Linked DNA regions of Podarcis muralis: regions 2 and 3 are each linked to region 1. The links are chromatin contacts, called in public Hi-C maps. All regions are on one chromosome and are shown on one strand. Each heading gives the region's core, a stretch centred on a gene start, on an enhancer-like site or on the middle of the called end of the contact. The rest is flanking DNA. Distances are from core to core; before and after follow the strand shown.

Region 1 (4,061 bases), core at 768-3,267:
GCAGGGGGTTTGGTTTTTTTTTGGTGGTACAAGCAGCTGTGGTACATGATTCCAAAGCTGACCCCAGGATCCTTTGCAGTGAAATAAACCATTGGTCTTCCAATGGTGGGTCAGGACTCACTATCGGGCCATGGCCTTGTCTAAGGCAGGTTAAAACAAGCCACACTGCCACCATACAACATATATTGTAGAAAATGAAGAAATGAGTCCACAATTGCACATAGGGGTTAAAGGTGGGTCCCAGGTCTTAAGAAGTTGAAGACTGCTATAATATAGGATGATGGAGCACAGCTCACAATCCAACAGTTGCCCAATTTGCACAGTTCCTCACACAGTCCAAGAGCTGCTCAGACTGGTTTACTCTGGGACTTTGGAGGCAGTCCTGGCATCCATTATTTGCAATGTGTGCTGCTACCTCAAGTGACTGCTTACATACAATTAGAAGTGCCCTGATTTTTATTTTTATTTTTACAAAAAGCTTTCTGGCAAAATGGTAGCATACATATTATTATTTTGTTAAAACCCACCCAAGTATCCATGTTTTCATTCATCAAAGCCTGTCTATCCTCCCTTTTTCATAGAAATGTACTGACTTTTTTTTTTTTTTTGCATATTAGCTATTTTCCAAATCCTTAAAAACCAATTATGTTTTCTAGGCATTTATGACTATGGCTGTATACACTTCTGATGCTATGACAGCAATAAACACTGTACAAATCCCAGTTCAGCCACTTAAATTTGTTCTCTATTATAATCCTCAATGTGACTCCTGGGGATTAAGTCTCATGGAACTCGGTGGATTTACATTTGAGTAAACTTGTTTAGGAATGCACACAAGCTTCAATAACACTACCATTAGGTCTACAAGAAACCTGATACAGTGGTACCTCGGGTTAAGTACTTAATTTGTTCTGTTCTTAACCTGAAACTGTTCTTAACCTGAAGCACCACTTTAGCTAATGGGGCCTCCTGCTGCCGCCGCGCCGCCGGAGCACGATTTCTGTTCTCATCCTGAAGCAAAGTTCTTAACCTGAAGCACTATTTCTGGATTAGTCTGTAACCTGAAGCGTATGTAACCTGAGGTACCACTGTAGGTAGATAGGTTTGCCCTGAAGAACACCACCCTCCATACTAGTCCACAAAAGTTTATATATTGATAAAATTGTCAGATTTCAACAATTTTGTTGGTTTTTTGCTGCAATGGACAAACAAATCTACCCCTCTGGAAATGACAACCTATTAGTGTTTGTGGATTTTGTTTTTTTAAAAGAAAAGTTCTTCATCCCCCCTCTTCCCAGGGGAAGAGCTGATTCGGCTGATTTGAGGTGAAGAAAAAGATGCCCCACCACCACTCCCGTCCCATTTGATGTACAAGTTGGCTAGAATAGCTGAAACCTATCAATACTGGAGGGCATCCTGCTCTAACAGTGGCCAACCAGATGCCTGTGGGAAACTGCAAAAGCAGGATTCGAGCACAAGAGCACTCATCCCTCCCATGGCTTCCAGAAACTGGTACTGTATTAATATTGTTTTATTTTATTTATTAATTTTGTATCCCACCCTTCATTCGGAGAGCTCAAGCATGGGGTTGGCCACTGAGAGAGCAAGATGCCGAGCTAGATGCGCCAGTACGTTTTTATTTTCTTAGCTTCACAGGTGAGAAACTCTGCAGTGTATGGTCTTCGCTCACCTGCTGATTCCAGTTACAGATGGGTAGCTGTGTTGGTCTGCCATAGTCAAAACAAAAAAAATTCCTTCCAGTAGCACCTTAAAGACCAACTAAGTTAGTTCTTGGTATGAGCTTTCGTGTGCATGCACACGAAAGCTCATACCAAGAACTAACTTAGTTGGTCTTTAAGGTGCTACTGGAAGGAATTTTTTTTTTTTCTGCTGATTCCAGGTGAGAGAACTCCAAGAAGTAAGGATCACAGCGTGCAAACCAGGTATAAAAACTTCTGATCAGCAGGGCTTTCCTTATGTCATGATGCTCCCTTGACCCCGCTCTTTAAAGTTTTTTCTCAAAGAACCGAAATGCCAATTCTGGGCTATCCCGGCGCAACAAAGAGCGAAGTTCAACAGCATTCCCACGGGATGGCACAAGCCCAGAGCTGCTTGACTACATTTCCCGGCAGGCTGCGCGCGCGGGGCGGAGCCCTCGTGCTGAACGCGGCGAGAGGGTTTCTGGGAACTGTAGTCCTTCCGGTCGCTCAGAGGGCAAGGCGCTCGCTCTTACCGATCCTACCGGAGGGAGGGAGGAAAATGTCGTTCGTGGTGCCGAAAAGGGCGGGGGTGACGCTCAAGCAGGTGAAGAGCGTCTTGGTCGCCTTCTGCCCCTTCGAGTCCAACGTGGAGAGCACCAGGTGAGGAGAGGCCACGGGGTTGGGATCCACTGGATTCGAAACAGGACTCCCCACCCCCGGACCTATTCATCCCAGGGCACTGATGGGCAAGCCATGCACACAACCTGCACGAAATACACGTGGCATCGTAGGCACGTTTTGCCCATTCTGATTGTAGAATCTGGCTCCCAATGCTGGGCTGCGGTTCTTTAGCACTGGGGGTGCAAAGTACTTCATGGGCTGAGAATGGGCCCTAGCTTGATTTTTTAAAAAATAAACAATTAGCAGGACTCATTTATTTCTGACCGTTTTGCTGCTGTGCCTTTGCCCTACTGCATGGCAGGCAGTAATTCAGCTGGTGTAGGATAGGGCCTTTTCTCGTAAGCAATGCAGGGAGGAGAGAAAGAGAACTGTTCTGTTGAATTTCTACCTGAGATCATGCATAGCTTATACAAAAAACAAACAAAAACAAACCCTGCCATGCCACTCCTAAATTATTGTTAGACCTAACGTAAGTATGATGTTGGGCATGGAAGGTAAACTTTTGTACCCTGTGCTACTCCGATTCTGCAGTGTTGGCATGCTAGTATCCGACTCCTCCACTCTATGCCCCAGCCCAGGCTCTTAATGCTTGGTATGTTAACTCTGAACATGCATTTTTAACAAGGTGCATGCTTGATAATGCTATACAGATATGTTTCCTTACATGGCTTGCATCCTGATTAAGTCATGTCTAGTACTAATAATCACACTCTACCTTAATCCAAAATGACTGAATTAGATATTTGCCTCCTTCACCCTGAGCTCTTTCAAAAAGGAGGGCAGGATATAAATTCAATAAATAAAATGTAACTAATTCTACACCGGAGTGCTTTGAGCAATTGGTATGGCAAGCTACTAAACTGCAAGGATTTTTTATTTGTTTTTATATGTTTTTGTAACTTGTAAGATTGTATTGCCTGTCTTAATGTTTCAGAGCTTTGCTGTATGTATATTTTGGATTTTGGCAGCTGATATTATTACATTGTTCCACTCTTAATCTTCCTATGAGGTGTTTTGTGGATTGTTGAGATAAAATCTTTAGACTAAAAAAATTGTTCATTGTATTTTATGCTTCTAACTGCTATGTTGTTGATAAAATATGCTCTGATGATGCTATAGCCTGTCGGCTAAGCAAATAAAGTCTATTTTTTCATGCTCTGATCTATATTTCTGAACCTTTTCAGAAATTTCCTACAGTGTCTGTATACAAAGAAAGCCTTTTTATCCAACAGCAACTGTGAAGTGAAAACAGATGTAAAACACGATGGGTCTGAACCAGTAATTGACGTCATATTTGGTAAGGAAGCATTCTTGTTTTGTAAACCAAAGCCGAGATGGTCAGCTGGTAGCCTTTGGGCCAGATGAACCCCCTCTAAATAATTTTCTGCTCCCTGGAAGCCTCTCTATTCAAAAAGCTGTCAAGCTGTAAAAAGCTTCCATTATTAATGTGTCATCTCCTTTTTGGATTTTGCATATACAAGCAGGTCCCCCTTTACAAACCCAATGCCTTCCCTGGAAATCGTTCATCAGGCAAGTGTTTGCATAACCGAGTCCACGGTTTCCATTGTTTCCCATGGAAACTTGTCTAATGCAGGATTTGTCTGCTCCCTTTCCCCGCACTCGCCATAATTTCTTCCTGAAATGGCTGCAGCCAATCAGCAAAAGAGAGGCAAAGGGGGA
Region 2 (4,196 bases), core at 1,568-4,067, 130 kb after region 1:
GCACAGCTTAAAATGTAGAAAAAACTATGTTATTAGTTTGCCAGGTTCCCTGTGCTTATTTTGAGCCATCAGGATCAAAGGTTTCATACCTGTGATAATAAAAAATTGAGATCTAAAATATTCTGTACCTGTGAGAAGGGTATTTTTCCTTTATAGAAGAAATAAGCATATTTTCTACTTTTTGGTCAGTGACAGTCACTAGATCTGCTGGAGAGCTTTTAATCATGATAGCTATGTCCTTTGTTAGTGCTTCCCGGACTACCTGCAAAGAAAATTATTTGCATGACACTTTTTGAAAACAAGTTAATGCACTCAGTCAGCTGCACAAAAACATTTCCTCCCTCGTGGAACAGGCAGAAGCTCAGGGGCTTATGCACCAGAAATGAGGAGAGGTGCCATGCTCTCTCTGCCCCAGCAATGTCACTTAACACATCCAAAGCCCTCTCCAAAGACTACTTAATGGTGTTATGAACAATCCCCACCTAAGTGCTACTATTCCAGCCTTTTCAGAACATATCAGATTCTTTCTGGTACAAAAAAAGAGAAAAAAGCCAGAAACCACAAAGGGCCATGGGAAGATTACAAATGCATGACAGTGTCATATGGAAGACTTCTCAAGGTGAGTTGATGGGGAATGGCAATTCCATAGTAAACAGCTCATCTGAAAGCAGCTATCATGCTCAGGCTTGAACACAGCCAATTGTGATCATTGTCGCCTATCCAAAAATGACTAGCAGAAGGGAAGTACAGCATGTTGTAGACTGCAATATTTTCGGACTTCCTTGCAAAGCTGATCATGCTTTTCTAAACCTTCCCTTTGTTTTTATATTTTAAAATGGAGTTGGTCTCCTTATTTGTTCTGCAAATACCCCATCGTTTTATACTGCTGAAGTACTAAACAGAAGTACAAGCAAGACATATATATTTTTCAGAATAATTATGTGCTTACAAAAATTCAAAGCATATTATAATAATAACAACTTATTATTTATACCTCGCCCATCTGGCTGGCTTTCCCCACTCTGGGTGGCTCCCAACAGAATATTAAAAACATGATAAAACATCAAACATTAAAAATTTCCTGAAACATACCTCTCCAGCTTTTCTTGCTAAAATAACTGCATAATCCATGCATTCTTGCCAAGGATCAGCCATCTTTCTCTAGGAAACAGAACATACACCACCAAATTATACAAATCAAAAGAGCAAACAGCACAACACTGAAGATGTGTTAAAATGCTAAATCTGCAGGTTCAAACTATTTCAACATAAACAATACTATTATTTTGTTTCAAAATGCTGATATCAAAGCTGCAACATTGCACAATACTGGGAAATAAACTTCTCTTCAGACCAGAGCAATGCATTATTTTGTAATATGGGCTACCCAGCAACTACACAATTTCCTGTATGTTGCCAACCTGCATAATGTCAGGCAGATGCTGAACAAATTTGTGCTCCTGCATAAATGTAGCAAGAGACATGCCCTTGCCACCGATGACTAGAACTGGCAGTGACTTGCAGTAGAAGTATTGTGTTCACACAATTGCAGAGATTATAAAAGCTGATAGAGAGTGATGTGTATAAGTGAAACATGGGAAAACTTGCAGTGAGAAGATCACTTATAGCTTATTAGCAATTTCACACTGTAGGCTCCCTTAGCATGTTTCTGCACATATAAAAGTTAATAAACCAACAGAGACCAAAATGTATGAAAAGTTGTTACTCATGATGACCAGCAATAGCATCTCTGCAATGTTTTCCAAATCTTTCAGTCTTCCAGACAAACTGTTCCTAATATGCTACAAGGTTGCTGTTAACGTTTAGCTGTTGTGAAAGATCCAGCAAATGTGTTGTGTAGATGTTGCACTTTCCTAGCACTTAAAACCGGAGTTTTGCTTCTAGGGAAATGCGACTTTCTTCATTCAACTAAGCATTCCCATAGCAATACTGAGCATTGTGTGGAAGACAGCCGTGACCATCAAGGGTACCCAATGCATAATAATTTATAATGTAATAAGCAACACAGTTCTAACATAATAAGCAACACATTTCACATCAACCCTGCATTAAATCATTATAGCAATAAAAATAAAACCTCAGTGTTCCCACATAACACCTCTCTCATCAGCTCCAGTCAAATGTGGCCAATAGCCCGGGGTGATGGGGAAGTTAATCCAATAGCATTTGGAAAGCTACACTTTTCATTTATCTGTTATTTCAGTACTATATAAAGAAGCTGCATATTGTTGGGGGGTCTAAATTTCACAAAACATGGATTCCTCTGAGTTTTGCATGCTTTAACAGGAATGCCTGACAAGGAAGGAGAGGAGTTGTATTTAGCTGCCCCCAAACAAACAAACAACCCGATTTTTCAGTTGTTACTCATCCTTGGGCTTAATCTTAGCCACAGCCCAGCCCCGCTATATATTTAGTTGTGGGTGGGTGGGGTGGCGACCCCATGAGTGCTTGATTCTCATCACGAAGTGGGGGCGGAAGGCAGCAGAAATAACTGGGCAGTAAAAGGAAACCATGGCTGCCCGGAACTCATGGAAATGCATTAAAGAGAAGCCCCACCAGGCCCCGGGCTTACCGTCAGCAAATCGAAACACTGCTCAGATCAAACTCCTCAAACGGAAATCTACAAAGCCGGCGGGCGAAAACCTCCGTGGGAGGAAAATGATGACCTTTGCACCTCTCTCCGTTATGTGCTTCCTTCCTCGCCTCTTTCTTTCTTAGGCAGCCACCGGTATTTATTTTTTTCTTCCAAGGGGCGCGGCTAAAAGCGGAAGGAAGGGACTCGCCGGCATCCCACCGTCGTCCTGGCAACACTGGGATGCCTCTGGAGAGGCGCAGGGGCGGGTGGCTCTCCCTTCCCAATGGGCGGGCGGGCAGGCAAGCAAGCAAGCCTCCTGGCTCAGGCGGCAGACCCCTTGGGGACTCAGAAGGTTGGCTGCTTGCCCGACTCGCACTTATGAAAAAGGGAGGCTGCTTCTCAAGCAATGGCGACCTTTCCCTTCAGGACCTTGATAGATACGCAGTTAGGGTTGGCAAATGCCCCTGAGCATATGCAGAGTGCATTCTAGTCCGACGACGGTTTTTTGGGTTTTTATAATAACTAGAAATAGATGAGAGTGGTAGAAAGACACTATGGTTGTTCTGGAGCAGCCTTTCTCAACCTGTGGGTTCCCAGATGTTGTTGAACTACAACTCCCATCACCCCTAGCTAGCAAGGCAAGAGCTCAGGGATGATGGGAGTTGTAGTCCAACATTATCTGGGGACCCGCAGGTTGAGAACAGCTGTTGGAGGTAGCCCGGGTTCAGATGATGCTGGACTACAACTCCCAACATGCTCCGGGCTCGCTAAGGCTTATGGGAGTTGAGGTTCGGCGGCATTTGGAGGACCAACGGGGAGGGGACGGACACACACACGGAGACAGCGACTTGCGACGGGCGGGTTCCCTGCAAAGGGACCTTCCCGCTTTAATTCCCTTTTGTCTTGCAAGGCTTTGCTGACATGTTTGGGGCGGGGTGGGTTCTTTTTGTGAGGTTTCTGGTATTTATTATTCTCTTTAATGGGAAGGCAGGCAGATATTGGCACACCAAGCTCTAACAGGCTATGTGATGCTTAGCTGGTTCAGTTTTATTCTATCTTTTAAAGTTATTACTGATGGCACGTTTGCAGCTGACTTCAGCAACCGCTTTGTTGTGTTACCCCAGAGCTACATATATACGTCGATCGCGATGACTAGGGGAACCTGAGACTGATTATGGTCGATCGCTGCGCTCCTGGGGGGACGTGAGGGAGATGCTGCCCTGCCGCCTCCGCTGCACTCAGAGCTGGCAGCGGGGTGGAATGGGATGCTGCCTGAGGGAGGCGGGGGGGGAGAGAGAAGCAGGGAAGGAGAATCACGGAGCAAGGAAGGAAGGGAAGGAGTTAACGCACGGGGGGGGGGCACAGGGAATGAGAATCACGGAGCAAGGAAGCAAGCCAGCCCTTTAGTCCCATCACGGTGCTTGTGCCGGAGTTAATAACAAGCTGGCTAGCGCCACACAAGCCGAGGCATCCTATTGGCCTTTGCGCGTTCTGATGTTTCTTGGGGGCAGGAGCTTATAGAGTACGTCTTTAGACGCCAGCTGGGAGGGAGAGCGGGACAAACACATAGCTGTCAACTTTCAGATTTGAAAATAAGGGG
Region 3 (3,806 bases), core at 1,154-3,653, 190 kb after region 1:
CCACGCCACTGAGACAACCTCAGCCTCAAGCAATAGATTCAGAAGTATCCCCAAGTTATATACCTGCTCCTTCACAGGAAGTGTAACACCATCAAGAGCAGGCAATATTTTCTTTACTACAGTCGTACCTCGTTTTGCGGCCGGGATCCATTCCGGAGCCCCAGCTGCTAGCCAAAAAGGACGCAGGGTAAAGCGCTGTGTCTGCGCATGCGAGCAGAGCGGTTTGCGCTTCTGTGCATAGCGCGATTTAGCACTTCTGCGCATGCGTGAGCGGCAAACCCAGGAGTAACCCATTCTGGTATTTCCGGGTTTGCCGTGGATGTTTGCGGAGGTATTACTGTATTTCAACCTAGTTATCTATTTTTAACCCATTCTCTCTCAGCTATGCTTTCTCTTTTCACCACCATTTTAGTGCAGAGATTAATATGGAAGCAATTCGCTGTTGAAACTGTAGATTCAACTCAGTAGCAGCAAGCAGGAAAAGGTGCGCTCTGCACCTGACAGCCCACTGCAGTGTAGTTGCTGCTCCTTACTGGCAGGGAGAGGGGATGTTGGCACTGTGGGGCACATCAGAAGGAGCATCAGAGTGACTCAACCAGTGCACTTTCACAATGTCGATGCCCCTGTCAACTTGCCTCCTCCTTCCCTGGAAGCAGCACTGACTCCACTACAGGGATGTCATGCGCCCAGTGCTTCCCTTTGGCAAATACTGAGCTCCACCTACAGCCATTTACTCCCACACTAATTTCTGCAGCAAAGTACTTTACTCCCTATTGAAACAGCCATAGGAAAGAACAGGGCTGAAGGAGGTATTGCAGTTCCTCTTTGATTTGTTCACATTCTGGAAAGACATGTAAAGACTATCCCACAGTACAAATTCCTTGCTGTGAGGGAGGGAGTATTATGGATGATGATACTTAGCTCAACTATTCCTGCCCAGAAGAAAAGAAAAGAGTTATACTCTGTGTGGTTTACATCTGACAACAGTATTTCTACTGCTGTACAGTAGAAATTGTCTTTAAAAACACAATGCTAGCAGAATGTCCAACAGTAATTCTAGCACTAGGCTACCAGTCCTGATGCACCCAGATCAACAGCAATGGTTACTAAGATCTGCAAGTGAAATCCTTCTTGTGGTTCTGTCACTACGGGAGTCCTGGAGTGGGGCATGACAGAGCCTTGTCCATGGTGGCCCCTCAGTTATGGAATTCCATCCCCCTTGAGATAAGGCAAACACCATCTCTGTATTTTGGCACTGCCTAAAGCATACCTTTTTTGCCACAGCTTTTGTGGAAAGTTTAGGGTAGTATTTCATTGGCTATTTAGTAATGTTTCAAAGTATTATTAACTCTTGTGTTTCAGTTGTGGTTATAAATGAATGAAGCATAAGTAGTGACATAAGCTTTCATGGACAAAAATCCATTTCATTTGATCCATGAAGTATTAACCTAGACTGGCAAAGATAAATACATAACTATAAAGAAAAGAAAGAAAAACCCTGCATAGGGCAAAAGGCCAATGAAAATCAAGAGACCGTCTGTTTGTTAGATTTATATCCCGCCCTTCAACGTGGTGAAGGGCAGGGTGCAACCCTAACAAGCAAATAAGCCAAATCATTACTCGAGATGTTTACTAGTTTTTGCATATTCAGCTGCCAGTCCCGTGCATCTGACGAGGCTCCAAAGACCACAAAATTGTAGACCACAATAAAGCCCTTTCGAGGCGCCACAAAACTCTCTCGCTCCCCCTCTTACTTTGGCTGTGGCCATTAGTTATTCCTGGGGCGCTGAAGCCGATTCCTCGAACCGCAGGGAGCAGCAGCCTGCAAACTATCGGCGAGCGAAGGAAGGAAGATTTACGAGGGAAGATTTGTGAGCAACATTCTCCCAGGCCCACCTTCGTTTCCTGGGGTGCAGTCGACGTGTGAGCCCCTCACCCTCCGCCAGGGGCTCGGGACCACCGTCCCCTCCGCTCCACAGCTCAGCCGGTGGAGAAGGAGACCCGCGTTCTCAGGGTCGCGGGTTCGAGTCCCGCGTTGAGCGACAGATCCCTGCCCCGCAAGGGGCTGGACTAGATGACCCTCGCGACCCCTTCCCACTCGACGATCTTCGGTCTGGGCATTTACTCACGCGACGCCTCCTGCCCTTCGCTGGCCGCCCCGGCCCCTGGTCCTCCTTCCCCCGCACTCCGCTTGGCCAGGCGAGGCCAAGGCGCTACAAGGACGCGCTCGCGGCAAAGACTACCTGTTGCGCGCCGGAGGCACCCTCGCCGGCCGCCCCTGCGGAGTCCCAAGAGGTACGAGCGCCACAAGCCGCCGCCACGGTTCCTCAGCCCGTCTCCGACTACAGCTCCCGGGGTGCACCGCGGCCAGACCTGCTCTGCCCCCTCCGCGGACAAAACACCGCCGCTTGAAAGAGGAAAAAAAAACTTCAAGTCCCGACAAGCAGCGCGGCCAAGCGCGCGACCCGTGAATCGGCGTATTCTGGAAAAGCTGGCTGAAAACATTCCACCTTCCTTCCGCCACCTGTTCCCGCATAGCCTGCTGGGATTTGTAGTTCTGGGGGGAGAGAGGTGTTGTGCTACTTCAGGAACAGGTGGCGAGAAAAGACTCGCTGCGCAACTCAGACTGGCCTAATACGGTGTGTTTAACCAAGGGAAGCAGATCCGGCTTTAAAGTTCGCGCGGCTGGCGGCTGTACCCTAAATTCACTTCTCCGCTGGGGAATGTCAGGAAAAGTGTCGCGTCTCCATGTTTTCCTGCCTGCCAATCAACTGCCGCCCCTGCAAAAAGCAAACAAACAAGCCAATCCTCGTGATATTTACTTAAAGTTTCCCGACTGCAATCCTAAATGAATGCACTTACCTGGGCGCGAGTTCCATTGATCCCCAATGGGGCTTAGTTCTGCGTAGGCAAGTACAGGATTGCACTGTCATGCTTGGTTTTTTGTTTTTTTAACTACCTAGGTTCTTTTTAAGCCCACCCCTTTAAAAAATAAATAAACCAAGAAGCTAGAAAACAAACGGATTTGTTTAATAGTGGTGCCCGCTCATAATTTCTGCAAAAACTGAAAATTCCCTTTGCAGCCTGAGCTTCATTTCGATGAGAGAGCAGAGTACTGAGGGTGTCGGTGCATTTGTAGTATTTTCTGTATTAAGTTTAATAATAATAATTTATTATTTATACCCAGCCCATTTGGCTGGGTTTCCCCAGCCACTCTGGGCAGCTCCGAACAGAATATTAAAAACACACTAAACATTTAACTTTAAAAATTTCCCTAAACAGGGTTGCCTTCAGATGTCTTCTAAAAGTCAGTTGTTTATTTCCTTGACATCTGATGGGAGGGTGTTCCACAGGGCGGGTGCCACTACTGAGAAGGCCCTCTGCCTGGTAAATAATATATTTAAATAATATATATGCATGCAGCAGCTTCCCATAAATCAGAAGCTTTGGTGCTTCATCCTAGGCTGTTGGCCATGCCAGCTGGGATTGCTGGGAGATGTACTTCAGCAACTTCTGGAGGACCAAAGGTTCCTCATACCTGCCAAGGAGGGAGCCACTCCACCCTAAGATACTTAGCCTTCAGACAACTCACAGTGCTGTCTAAGTCTTTGGTGTCTCCAAAAGTGAGACTGCCTTACTTTATTCTTTCCTCTCTCCTGCCACCTCTCCGTCCCTGACAAGTGATTTCAGAACTTACACTTGAACTAATAATAATAATAATTTGTTATTTATACCCCACCCATCTGGCTGGGTTTGCCCAGCCACTCTGGGCGGCTTCCAACCGAATATTAAAAACAATACAGCGT

The links. A called contact is a pair of places that touch in the nucleus more often than the background predicts.
Region 2: a Hi-C map of blood shows a contact between it and region 1, with 4 times the contacts expected there. The contact joins the promoter of IMPA1 here to the promoter of MRPL53 in region 1. A contact is called at or near these places in 2 of 3 Hi-C or Micro-C datasets (blood and tail).
Region 3: a Hi-C map of blood shows a contact between it and region 1, with 5 times the contacts expected there. The contact joins the promoter of SNX16 here to the promoter of MRPL53 in region 1. A contact is called at or near these places in 2 of 3 Hi-C or Micro-C datasets (blood and tail).

What each region holds. Positions count from the first base shown.
Region 1 is chr8:29,615,557-29,619,617 of rPodMur119.hap1.1, reverse strand. MRPL53 (mitochondrial ribosomal protein L53) reads left to right here and starts at 2,017. Exons shown (of 3, transcript XM_028736618.2): 1 at 2,017-2,360; 2 at 3,566-3,678. The coding sequence starts at 2,032.
Region 2 is chr8:29,484,181-29,488,376 of rPodMur119.hap1.1, reverse strand. It overlaps IMPA1 (inositol monophosphatase 1), which reads right to left and starts at 2,817. Exons shown (of 9, transcript XM_028736608.2): 1 at 2,594-2,817; 2 at 1,093-1,161; 3 at 129-262. The coding sequence starts at 1,155. LOC144328685 (a long non-coding RNA gene) reads left to right here and starts at 3,285. Exons shown (of 2, transcript XR_013393884.1): 1 at 3,285-3,531.
Region 3 is chr8:29,426,264-29,430,069 of rPodMur119.hap1.1, reverse strand. SNX16 (sorting nexin 16) reads right to left here and starts at 2,403. Exons shown (of 8, transcript XM_077932888.1): 1 at 2,244-2,403.